Regions from separate parts of the Gossypium hirsutum genome. Here region 1 is linked to region 2. The links are chromatin contacts, called in public Hi-C maps. All regions are on one chromosome and are shown on one strand. Each heading gives the region's core, a stretch centred on a gene start, on an enhancer-like site or on the middle of the called end of the contact. The rest is flanking DNA. Distances are from core to core; before and after follow the strand shown. Region 1 holds the start of LOC107909742 (protein JINGUBANG). Region 2 holds the start of LOC107907881 (anther-specific protein BCP1).

What was found. Hi-C and Micro-C count contacts between places; a contact is called where the count stands out from the background.
Region 1: a Hi-C map of leaf shows a contact between it and region 2, with 1.8 times the contacts expected there. The contact joins the promoter of LOC107909742 here to the promoter of LOC107907881 in region 2. A contact is called at or near these places in 2 of 34 Hi-C or Micro-C datasets (leaf and petal).

What each region holds. Positions count from the first base shown.
Region 1 is chrD02:58,952,364-58,958,865 of Gossypium_hirsutum_v2.1, forward strand. It overlaps LOC107909742 (protein JINGUBANG), which reads left to right and starts at 4,926. Exons shown (of 1, transcript XM_016837380.2): 1 at 4,926-6,502. The coding sequence starts at 4,994. The coding sequence ends at 6,343.
Region 2 is chrD02:58,678,510-58,685,654 of Gossypium_hirsutum_v2.1, forward strand. It overlaps LOC107907881 (anther-specific protein BCP1), which reads left to right and starts at 5,883. Exons shown (of 1, transcript XM_016835192.2): 1 at 5,883-6,200. The coding sequence starts at 5,883. The coding sequence ends at 6,200. LOC107909738 (actin-related protein 3) reads right to left here. Exons shown (of 9, transcript XM_016837377.2): 9 at 6,889-7,145. It overlaps LOC121214741 (a long non-coding RNA gene), which reads left to right and starts at 2,960. Exons shown (of 2, transcript XR_005910466.1): 1 at 2,960-3,447; 2 at 3,768-3,994.

The DNA of each region.
Region 1 (6,502 bases), core at 3,676-6,175, 270 kb after region 2:
TTCAAGTTTATCCTTGCTTAATAAGTTTCCCTTCATGGCCTCAACGAGAGTCTCTCCCTACCATAAATTAGGGTTTTCCTGAGGGTTTTGTTTGAAAGGGGCAAAGAACAAAACAATAACATAGCTTGATCTTATCGTCTGTATTGGCCTCGACATTCTTTAGGTCATTAAGGAGAGTAAAAAAATTACTAATGTGGGCCCTAATATACTTAACTTTTGCCATATGGAATGTGTATAATCGTTGTTTCAATATCTAGTGATTTGTGAGAGAATTTGTCATATAAAGGTCTTCTAATTTCCACCATAAGGCTGCTGTCATTTTCTCCATAAGTACCTCATGCAATAAATTGTTCGTGAGGCACAACTGAATTGTTAATAGTGTCTTCTCATCAAGTTCCTCCCATTCTGTCTTACTCGCATCCGTGAGCTTTTACCTTGTAACGACCTTCTTCAAACCGTTATGAACCAGAATTGTCATTATTCGAACTTATCGATATCATACATCATTGTCATCTCTAAACGGGTTGAATGCAGAAACCGAACCAAGCTCCAATACCAGTTTGTTAAGTTAAACTTGAATTATGCAACGAGCAAGAATGAAAAATGAGAAAATTGGATACAAATATTTACGTGGAAAAACCTCTCTGAAGAGTATAAAAAACCATGAACAAAGAAAGTTTCACTAAAACGGAAAAAACCCTAAGATGAGTACAAGATGGAGAAACAAACAAATCCAAACCCAAAAATACAAAGTTCTCCCAAAATTCTCACAAAACTCTCTTAGTTATGTTGTTGAATCAAAATCTCTAGGATTGCTAAAAGTCTTATTTATAGGATAAATTCGTGACTACTTTGATTAGAATATCCTAGATTTATTAGAGTTAGATTGAAAAAATGTAACATATTTTAACTAGGAGAAGAAACCCAATTGAATAGGGAACACATCGCCACATCATGATGTCGCTATCAGCTCATCAGGACGTTACTCGTCACGACGTCGACCCTATTCCCACCAAAATATGAGGCACACTCCACATATTTAGAGACTAAATCATGTTTTAAGCTTTTATTTTACATTAGAATATTGTTTAATTAAATTCTCCAAGTCAATCAATTTAAATTCATATTCCATTTTTTAAACCTCAAAAGGAAGAGCAAAATGAGCTTAGAATAAAATAAAAAAATTGTTTTTAATTACATGGATTTTAGTTAATATTGAAAATTATATATAATTAACACTCCCTGTTTGCTGTATCCTTAACAAATTACATTTGGCTTTTGCCTCCAGCTGCTGCTTCATTAGAAGCTGTAGGTGAATGATGATATAAATTATTCGACAGATTAGAGTAAAAGTCAAATTCTAAGACATTGGATTAGGGCCAAGAATAGAGTGTTGAATAAAATGGTCAAATGGATTGCTATTTCCGTGAATTTACTACAATAGGTCCACGTCTACTTTTACGCCCACTGCATAAGCAGCACTAGACGCCAACCTACACTGGGCAAGGCTGGTTAGCCTTTTGCCCTCCTTGGATTACCATTTTTAAAACCATTTGAATGGCCATAAGCGATTGTCGGCTCTCTTGTTTGCTGCTCCCCCACCCTGGGTCCAACACATCCATTCATGCATTATTACTTCTATCCTTTGATATATTATAATGTTACGTTTTATATTAAAAAATTATATTCATAATTATATTATATAAATTTTGATACGGCTTTTAATAGTTAAAAAATTTCAATTTTGGCTTTCTATTTTTTAAAAATTTATTAGGGATAAAAAACTGGAAGAATATATCATAAAAGCTTTAATGAAGTTGTTTTACTATTTTAAAATTTGATTAATTAGAATATTTAAAATAATTGAGGTTATTGTAAAAAAATTGATTTCATAAATATCAACTATGACATTTTTTTCTCAGATTGAGGGAATATTTATTTATTTATTTTGAGAACACATTCATTTTGGATAATCGTGATTTTATTATTCTGAAAGCAGAAAATTTCTCATACAAAACAACTGTTTTACAAACAATGCCTATACATTTTACAATTCATGCAAACTCCAGTTTCTACAAAGATTCCTATTAACGAAGTCTAATCTATTACCATGCTTCCGTATTAACTAAGCTAGCCCTTTCACCAGCAGACCATATGCATTAACATGAGATCTACCAAAAAACCTGTGATTCCTATCCCTCCGAACAATATGAATATAAGCATTTCAGGCAAGCTTAAGGATAACAGAAACAAGAGATTTGCTCTTCAATTTGATACCAGCCCAAGATAATTCCTGATTCCAAGTCTCAATTGCTAAAAGAAAAAAATATGATTCATGGTCTCAGCTTCGCTGAAACAAAGCAAACAATTACTTTCTATATTCATGCCTCTAGAAACTAATCCTTCACTAGTCGGAAGCCTATTCATCAAAGCCATCCAAGCAATAATAAAATGCTGGGGAATATGTAATGGAAACCAAATCAACTTTTGCCAATTATCCTTCTCTTTTTTATCCCTAATTTCCTCCCACAACTAGGTGGTTGGGATAATTTTACTACCATTAGATAGTCTTGAAATGATAGGAGCGACCATCTCTCTCATCTTGAGTAGTCTTTTCCAGTTCCAACTATTTGAAGAACCACTAGTGACATCCCAAAAACACTTATATCTTTTAGAACATACTCCCTAATCCAAGCAATCCATAATGGATCCTGTCCAGCAAGAATAACTTTAACATGCTGCAAAATGCATGCATTACTCCAATCTTCAAGTTTTTTCAAATCTAATCCACCCTCAGCTTTAGGTGAACAAATCTTATGCCCACTAACTCTTGCACCAAAAGCTGCACTGTCTTTCCCTTTCTAGAAATACCTGGAACAGATTTCTTAAGAACTCCTTTAGGCTAATAAGGTTTAATGTTGTAAATGACAGCTTCAATTAATTGCAATCTTCCGGCATAGCTTGGTTGATTAGATGACCAACTATTAATTCTACCGGTAAGTTTCTCAATCAAAGGAGCACAATCTGTAGCATTTAATTTCCTTGTGACCAGCGGAACTCTCAAATATCTCACAGTAAGCCTACCAAACTGAAAAGCAGTAACTCTTTTCATAATTTCCCATTCCTCTTCAAAAGCACATTTACATGGTTTCTTTCATGTTATTTATTGTAAGCCTACCAAACTGAAAAGCAGTAACTCTTTTCATAATTTCCCATTCCTCTTCAAAAGCACATTTACATGGTTTCTTTCATGTTATTTATTTCTTTATATCTATCAAATATTCATGAAGATTATTGTTCGTACTATGATAATTTAAAGTCCAGAAATACTTCATCATACTAATGCTACTTTGGGATTTTTTTTTATTTTGCAAAAAAGTAGATATAAGAAACAAGGAAACAATAATAAGAATGGATTAGAGATTCAAGTGTACATTCATGTACCATCAAATTAGAATTTGAAACAGCTAAGCTAAGTTGTGGGGTGATGATTTCGACTTTTCCTTTTTGTACCATGAAAATTTAAATGTTCCTTTCTATTATTTTTCTTAAAATGATCTATTTTGGAGAAAGAATGCAAATGATTCAATCGAAGACAGCTTAGTTAAATATCTTCTAGCTAGGCCGCCATCATTACACTAACTAAAGCCTAAATGACCCCATTTTCCTAACCGAGAAAAATATTTCCAACTTTTCATATCATTGATTTGTGCCCGTATAAAAATTAAATTGGGGAAATAACCAAATCATCAAATCAATTTAATCCATCAATAATATAATTTTAAAAAATCTACAATTAATAAATAAAAATATTTTTTGAACTATATTTTTTTATAAAATATACATTAATAGTATAATTAATTTTTAATATATAAAATCTAAGTAAACTATATAGATAGTAACCAAACTATAAAAATAAATTCATTTTAGGCACTCAAAATAAAATGTTTATACTTTAAGCACTCATATTATATATTTCAATTATTCTAGCCACTCCTGTTATAGTCACAAACGGTACGCTGATGTAGAAGTTAAAAATTTGGTATAATAACAATTTTATTTCTCAACTTTTACATATTATATTAATTTAGTCATAATTTTAAAAAATTAACCATCAAGACTTACAAATGGTCTCAAAATTAGGTAAATATTTTCAAAAGATAGAATAATAAATTTAAATTTTATATTAATATTAATATTAATATAAAATAAAAATCTCCCACTCCAGTCGCTCTCCCTCTCTCCCACCGGAACTTCCCTTCCCACCGTCCTCGTACCCCCACCCACCACTGTCCCTCTATTGCTTCCGAATTCCATGGCTAATTTGTATCCAAATACTTGTAATATTCCTTCTCATTCTTCTTCTTAATTGCCTCGGGGGTAAGGGAATGGTGGTGGGAGGGGGTGAGCTACGGAGGTGGGAGGATTTTTATTTAATTTAATATTAATATAATTATATTTTTTATTATTAATGTTAATATTAATATAAAATTTATTATTATTGAAAGTATTTATGTATTTTATATATTTTTTTGAATTCTTTAGAATTAGAATGAATTTAAGATTATTTATAAATTTTGAAAGTTAATTTTTTTTTAAATTATAAACTAATACAATATATATACGTTAATGCTTTAAATATAAATTGTTTATGTTAAATATTGAGTTAAAATTTGTATTGATAATCCTAAATTCTATTTTACGGAGCTGGACGCGGTTAGCCAACTAAATGAATCTTTCCCGCTGCAGAGTTGTAATTTGCAAAGCAGCAAGCTGGGAAAGAGCACCCCCATTAAATTACAAAACTACTCCTCTTGACGTGCCATTTCTTGTCCTTTTGGAGCCTAGGACTGATCGTACCTATCCACTCTCTAACTCCACGTGGCATTACCTTTTATTTTCTTTATATAATTATAAACCACAACGAAGGTCCTGCTTCAATCCTCTCTCGTGCCTAGCTTCTATATTTTTGTTTTAGGTCTGAAAGGCCGGCATGAAGGTCCGATCATGGCTAGCTACATGCGCAACCAGCAGCTGCGCCACTTTAACCCAGGACTCCACCATTCCGTTCCCTAAAAAACAACCGCGCTTATCGGAACATTTGGTTTCCGATAGTTTCTCCGATAATCGAGGGAGCGCCACCTCATCTTCAGCTTCTTCAAGTGACACGAGCTACAGCAGCCTCCCTAGCAACCTTTCCCTCCAGACCCTGCCATCTGTACCTTCCTTACAGCTTTTCCCTGATACCTTAGTCTTTTCCGTCTCTGACATCAGCGTTTCTTCAATTATGCCTCAACCCAACCACCCGATCACCTGCGTTGCGGTTCAGGGTAACTTCTTGTATGTTGCTTCTGTTAACGAAATCAGCGTCTACGATCGCCAAACATCCACTCTTCTCGATGCCTACAACGGCAACGAATCATCCTCCGGTTCCGTTAAGTCTGTCACTTTCTGTGACGGAAAAGTCTTCACTGCTCACCAGGACTCTAAGATCCGAGTCTGGCAAATGACGGTGACTAAAAAGCACAAGTTCTTAACCGCCCTACCTACCGTTAACGACCGCTTACGTCGTCTTGTTCTCCCAAAGAACTATGTCAATGTTCGCCGTCACGTGAAGCGGTTGTGGATCGAACACGCCGACGCCGTTACTGGACTCGCCGTCAATAGAGGTTTAATCTACTCAGTTTCTTGGGATAAAACCTTGAAGATATGGCGAGCATCGGATGCGCGTTGTTTACAGTCTATTAAAGCACACGACGACGCCATTAACGCCATCACCGCCTCCTTCGACGGAACGGTTTATACAGGGTCTGCTGACCGACGGATCCGGGTCTGGGCGAAACCCTCAGGCGAGAAGCGGTACGCATTGGTGGCGACTCTTGAGAAGCATAAGTCAGCAGTAAACGCACTGGCTTTAGACGACGAAAGATCAGTGCTATTCTCCGGTGCGTGTGACCGTTCGATTCTGGTATGGGAGAGGGAAGATAGCGCCAATTACATGGTGGTGACGGGAGCGCTGAGAGGGCATGGAAAGGCAATCCTATGCTTGATCAACGTCTGTGATTTACTAATGAGCGGGTCCGCTGATAGGACGGTTAGGATCTGGCAACGTGGAGTGGAAGGGAAATATTGTTGTTTGGCGGTTTTGGAAGGTCACCAGAAGCCGGTGAAGTCGTTGACGGCGGTCAGAGACGATGAACATAGTGATGTAGTTTCGGTTATTAGCGGAAGCCTGGATGGCGAAATTAGAATGTGGAAGGTCTCGTTTTCGAAACCCGGTATCCCTCGTCGGCGACGGATTTCTGAAAATGGAATTTGTGAAAAAAAAGGAATTGAATCATAAATACATCGTAAAAAGAAAAGGAAAATTTGCGGCCGCTTAAATTTTTTCTGATATGGTCCTGGACGTTTTACCAACCCTGGATTATTTGTTCTTTTGTTTCTTTTATTTTTTTCAATTTTGTTTGCTTCCTGGAAGATATATGATTATTTTCATGTTGTT
Region 2 (7,145 bases), core at 4,633-7,132:
CATAAAATATGTAATTTTTTTCTATATTACATTATTACATTTTTACCTTTTAATAATTTATGTATATAAAAATGATATAGTAATTTAATATAATGTAGCCGGGCAGGACAAGTAATTATTGTAGCCGCTCCATATTCACTATCCAAAAAAAAACCCACCCCGCTCCGCCCCGCATCCACGTTTCAAACAAAAAAAACCACTCCATCTAGTGCAAATAGATTCGAAATTTATCGGGCTATTCAAAATTTTCCATTCCTACTTAATAATCATGTAGCAAAAAAAGACATTGTATTAAATTTGAATTTAACAAAATAATTTAAATAATGTTACCTCAATAATAAAAACACTAAATTTTCATAAATAATTTTAAATAGTTTAAACAACTGTTGCATATTTAAATATATAGGCTGGAGGATGCGTATTAAATATAGCGCATTTTTACATCCAGAAAAATGTTGTCTACCTCAGTCTCGTAACAAAAAAACAATTTATGTCATTATAAACTTGAGAGCAAATAATAGGTGACACTAAGACTCAGAATCCTAAGAATATGAGGTGGATATATATATTCTTAAAATATTGAACTTCTCTTTTTAGTTGTTGATTACATAATTTGGAAGATTTTTTTTATGTCTATGGGATTTTAATGAAATAGTAATATATTATTAATCATGATTTAGGTTTAATTTATTTATCAAATTATAATCTTATTCATATATATCAATTTAGAATCACTCTCCTCGTAAATTTTTCCATTAAAAGCTTAACTACAAATTGAACATAAAACAATTTGCGTACAAACTATTTGTACTAAGAACAAGTTCCTAACAATGAACAAATAATTGCTCTCTCAATTGTACATAATCAACTAAGCAAGTCTTCTTGAAAGTTTAAATAGCCATTACACCTTTAGTCAGTGTGAATGTGTACTTCCTTAAGTTGTGCTTGAATAAGTCTTCTATATGGACTAGATATTCAAGGATTAGACTTCTATAAGACAACAAGTGAATCTAGTCTTCTCATTCTTCAAGGATAAAGACCTCATCTTTGTACTTAAAAACTAGAACACTCATCTCTAAATTTTCCCCCTCAGAATTTAAGTCGTCAACACAATCTATTTACTCTCAAATGCTCTCAAAAAAATATGTTCCTCAATGAAAACAATAAAGTGCTATTAATGCTCTCCTACAAAACGTATACAAATCTCTCACTACATAGAAGTTTTTGAGGCTTGCTAACATATTAGTGATCAATTACAATGCAACACCTTAATAATAGCAGTTATAAAATAGAAAAAGCAATGTAAAGTGGACTATTGGAGATTCATTCTTCAAAGAAGTCTTTAATGCAATCTCGACCCGTTCTCCACAATCCAATGATTTCAATTGTTTGATCCGAACCAATCCAATCCCCAATGATAGTTGTTTTTAAATAAATTGGTGTTCAAAGTTGAGTTTCCATATATCTAGAATATCAACATAATTCAAAGCTCAAAGATTTTGTTTCAATAAATTGTCAACTCCGAATCTAGAAAGTCACAAGTTGTCGCATGGATTATGAAAGTGGTCACTTTTGATTTCCACTTAGTAGGTCACTTCAAGAACTTACCTCAACAAAAGTTATATTTTATATTAAAATTGTGTTTATGTTAAATAATAATTTTCTAATATATATGTCGAAACCAATTTTTAAATTTTGAAAAATAGGGATCGACTTTTGAAAATAAAATGGGAGTCGCCACTGATCTTTTATTAAGGTGTGATCGGTTCACCATTAAAAATAAATTTTAGGTCTGCGAGATTTGAGAAAATAGGTCCAGGAGTTGGTTACACACGAGGAAGGGTTAGCACCCTCGTGACGCCTCAAAATTGGTACCGAATTGATTGTTTAATGTCTTAGGGTCAAAATTTTGAAAAGATTTTGAAATACTATCCTTTTGACTCGAATAAATTGAATTAAATAATAAGGCTCACTTCCTTCAAGGAAATAAATTGTCACACTCAGTAAGTTAGAGTGCAACATTTTAAATCCTCAAAATTAAGTTTATCTTTCGATTTTTTTTAAAAACCTACATTTTAATAAGGATATCTGATTATTTGGGTCAAATGAGAAAATCAGAACCTAGTAAGTTAGGGTTTGATTTCACAAAATTCCTAAACATCGAATATTGCCTTTATTTTTATTTAGAAAAATTCTCGTCTCGAGAGAACAACATGTCATATCCAATACGTTAGGACACAACGTGTCGAATTCCCGAGAATAAGCTTTTTATTTATGTCTTCATTTAAAGGGATATTCTCGATTATTTAGATTCAACGAGGAGAATTGAAACCCAATACGTTAGGGCTCCATTCTTTCGAAGATTCCAAATCCGAACTTTGCGTTATCTTGAAAGTTTTTGAATAAAATGATTTTGATATTTAAACGATACTAGACGTGGCCTTTTAAACGAATACAGTGTGATATAGTGACAATGTATAATGCAAAAGGATAATTCAAAATTAAAAAATACACTAATGAATAATGAATAAATAAATTTAAACAAGCATAGTAATAATTATTTCAATCATGCATTATACAAATACCAATATAAATATTCAAAAATTAAATGGATTAATATTCAATTTTAAAAGATATACTAAAAAATCAATAGCCAGAGGAGAAATTACAATCAATAAATTATACATACAAAAGTTTTAAAATAAATAATATATAGATGAGTATTAAGGATATATTATAAATAAAATCATAAAAAAGTGTGCAAACTATGCTAGGCTCATAAAAAATATATATATAAAATAATACATTATGAAATTAAATAATAATATATGGAAAACTTAAAATAATACTACATAATAAAATAATGTATATAAAAAGGTTAGGTAAATTGATAAAAAAATAATACTACTAATAATAATAGTAATAATAATAATATTAAACTGAATAGTGAAAACGCAAATACAAAAGGGACTAATCTACAGTCGAAATAGAATTAACGGGCCACAAATGAAGTTTAAAAGAAACGGAGGATTAATCTGCGATTCGTGAATTACACGGACTCAAATGAGACAACATTAAAATGCAGAGCAAAAATTAAGAAAAAGCAAAGAGCCAATTTGAAATAGTCTGCAAAATTGAGAGGACTATTTGCGCAATATACCTAAACACTACAAAACGCGCGGATCCTTCCCCGGGTCGGGTTACCGCACGGATTTGAGCATAACGGTGTCGTTTTTAAAGCTACTGAAGCATGCTCTTAAACGGTGCCGTCTTCTTCACGATATATAAGCTAAATTAAAACCTAAACTAACAGCCTCCTATCATTTTTCTAAAAAACTAAAGAACCCTCATGGTCCTCAACGCCGCTTAGTAACCAGGCCATTCAAAGGCCTTTAAACCTTCGCCCAACTCCGATTGCGGCGGAATGGAAGAAGATCCGGCCACCAGGTAAACTCTTTAACCGTTTCCCTTTTTTTTATGCACGATTAATAATATCAAAACAGAAAAGAAAAAAAGAAACGAAAAGAGAGAAAGAACTAAAAAAGAACACCTTCTTTCAGAAATTTTTTGATTTTTTGTCTATTGATTCTGCTTCAGTGTTTTTACATTAGTTTCTCTGTATCCCTTTTTTTACAAATTTCTGTTTGGCTTTTATATAGCCTAAACAATCGAAAAAAAAGAAAAAAATATCAAAATCTATTCTGTTATTCTCCTTTTTGTTGCGTCCTTTTTTGCTTCTCTGCCCTTTGTTGTTTGTTTGTGTGCAGGTATGGCTAGCTGTAGGAGGTGCACACGCGTAGAGGCGCAGCACGCGCGGGGGAGGCCCTGGGTTCGACTGCGGCGCTGCTGGCTGCTGAAGGCTAGAGTTCGGGTTTGGGTATTTTGGGCTAGAGTTCGGGTTTAGGTATTGTATTGGGTATTAGATTAAAAACGATTTGGGCCATGTTGGGCCCATGTATTTGGACTTTGGACTTTTAAATGTTTATTTGGTTTATTATTACGGGCCGGAAAAATATTGGGCCTTACAATATAAATAAAATTTTATAAAAAAATCGTTACTTATATTAAAATTTTGTAGAAAAATTAGTCATATTTTATTATCCAAATAAATATATTTAATTATAAAAAGAATATTATTGATTCATATCAATTTATATATATATATATATTAAGATATTATCAAAATGATAAATTTAGTAACAAAAACAACTATTGTATGTGTGTACGAGGGTTTGAAAGTATAGGGATATAGCACAAGGAATGTTTTTAGCAATTCAAGATTCCTGCTCGAATAAAAATTAGGGGGTGTGGTGTGGTATGGTACGCCAATTTCACCGCTTCTTATCTAAATGGTGTGATAACACACCAATGAGTATATATTCTTTACATTCTATCTCACCATTGGTGTGAAACTTGTCTAATTCTACAATGGTCCATTATACATGTCACCACTTTAAAGTATATTAGTTTGTGTCCAAGCCTGCTGCCACTTATATTTCTTAAGGGACGAAGGTTTTATCTTTTAATTTTGCTCACCAAAAACAATAATTGACATGTCGAAAGGTCTAATAAACCTACCTCTATGGAATGAATTTACTAAATAATTTTGTATCCAATGATTAAAATCCTAACTATTTAACACAAGGTAAAAGCAACCTCATTCATGTACAATTATTTACACTCACTCTACTCAAAGTGTGAGTAAGAAACCTCTCCGACCAAGGACAAACTACCCAAGAAAAAATATCCTACGAACAAAATAAAGCATTCAAACCTCATACCTAAGTAAGCTAGTCGACAACTTTAATTCATATATATAATTCAAACTTAAATAACATTTATCTTATCAGCTTGTATGTTAAATCTGAATGATCCTCAATCGATTAGTTATTAAGCCCTAATTAAAATGGTGATAAGTCCTTGTGAAATTCAAACATTTCAAAGTTTTCAAAAACAGTGACTTTCTTATCAAAGATTTTGTGCAAATTTATTTGGTTGTTTTTTACAATTAAACCTTATATTTGTTATCTATTTTGAAATACAAAACATTTAATATAAATATATAATTTAATAAATAAATAAAAATTTGTTGTTGTTGAAACCCATATTGCAACATTAAATCTAACCTTCACATAAATCAAATTAATGAGTTGATTAATTCAAACAAGATGTACAGGGCAAAGCTAGAAAACCTTTTTAGGGGACGAAATTAAATTATAATTTTTATGATAGTAAAAATATAATTGTTAAAGAATTAAATAAAAAATTTATTATTTTTAGGGAAGCCAAAGTGTAATTTTATCTTTATCAATTTAAAATTTTTAAAACTTTAAAAGGCCAAAATAGAAATCTTTCTCCATTTTTCATTTTAAGGGGCCAGGATCCCTGCCAACCCCCTAGATTCGCCCCTAAATATGAGATTCATATCTTATGATAACATTCCGTATTGTTAGTAATACTATCATAGTCACAAATTATTATGATTTTGAAATAATTTATTTTTTTTTTAAATAAATTTCCCTCGTAGGATAATGATATCAGTGTTTATTAAGTCATAAGACATTGGGTAATGAAATGAAATGGAAAAAATGAAAGAAAATGATTTAATTAATAAAAACAAGGTGTAGCGCAACAAAATATGCATGGTTTTCCAGAATCATCGGAAATGGATGTGAACTAGGAAGCCGTGCTTTGCGTTGAAGCATTGCCCTATTTTTGGCCAAATTGAAGGCTTTATAAACCTCTCCCACTCCTCCTCCGTAATTGTGCGGGTATAAATTTTCCATTCATATAACCAACCCTTAGAGAACAACATCACCCCATTTCTTTTTAATTACTGCTTCTTGTTCTCTTCCTTCTCACGTACCCCACCAATATCAATAATGGCACGCCAAAGCTTTGTTCTTGCTTTGGTCTTTATAGCTCTTGTCGGGTTGGTTTCCGCCGCCAATACAGCTTCTAAAGCACCATCTGCAGTCCCAGTACCCGATGATGATACCATCGGCAACACTGATGATGGAGCAGGTGCATCCTCCCCCGGTGCTTCTAATGACGCTGTTGCTGCCCCTCTTGGCAGTGAGCAGGAAGCTAAAAGCATGGCTCCTGCTCCTTCTAGTGATGCAACCACCACAGGTGTCTCTGCCGTTGGGGCGGCTGCTCTCACTGGGGCAGCTGCCATTGCTACCTACTTCGTCTTCTAAATTAGCTTCGTCTCAATCCAAGTAGTAAACCTCGAAAAAGGGTCTTATTAACCATAATTTGTACGTCTACTTTAATTTCATAGTCTGGTAAAATTGAGGTTTGCAAAGGCAGCTGCTTGTATTTGTTTATGAATAAAACTAATGAATATATATACATAAATAGGAAACTTATATGAATTTTTGGATTTCAAAAATAAGGTTCACATTTTTCATTTAAAATATAGTAAAATAATAATAATTGATTAGTCCATGTAATATTCGTTACCATAAGCATAAAATCTCAATCCCCTTTATAATCTATATAAAATATGACATTTTTATTAAGAAACAAGCACTAGTTATAAAATAATAAGCCCTACTTTGGTTAACAATTCAAGCAAAAGCATTGGGGTTAGAAACAGCAAATCGAAAGTAGAAATAATTAAATCTTTGGTTTTTAACAAGTGTTCCTCGTTTTAGGGTCCAGTAAAGCTCAAAAACCAATCATGGCTCCCTTAGATAGTGTTTTTGAGCTTTTGATTTCATGACAAACACATTCACCAATATAATAATGTTTCTTAGCATGCAACAAAGACAATAAACTTGGAAAATGGGAAGGATATAAATCCCATATTCAGAAAAGGATGAAAACATCATTATTGTACCTAGTCTGCACATTGACTGCTTCGCACAGTACACATATACCATATTTGCTAACATCTCGATTAATATTATTATACCAAACGAAGGACTAATATCAATTACAAGAATGTCAGAAAATAAATTTCTTAGATCAAAATTACTACTCCAATTTTGCTTTATAACAGAAAATGTACCTAAACTTTGTAAAATCTCTATCACATCCCTAAGTAAGCTAAACATTGTAAATGGAATTCAGCTCCTCAGATTTATATCTGATATTCCTAGGCGACTGTGAGGACCCTTTTTAACTCCAAATTAAAAAAT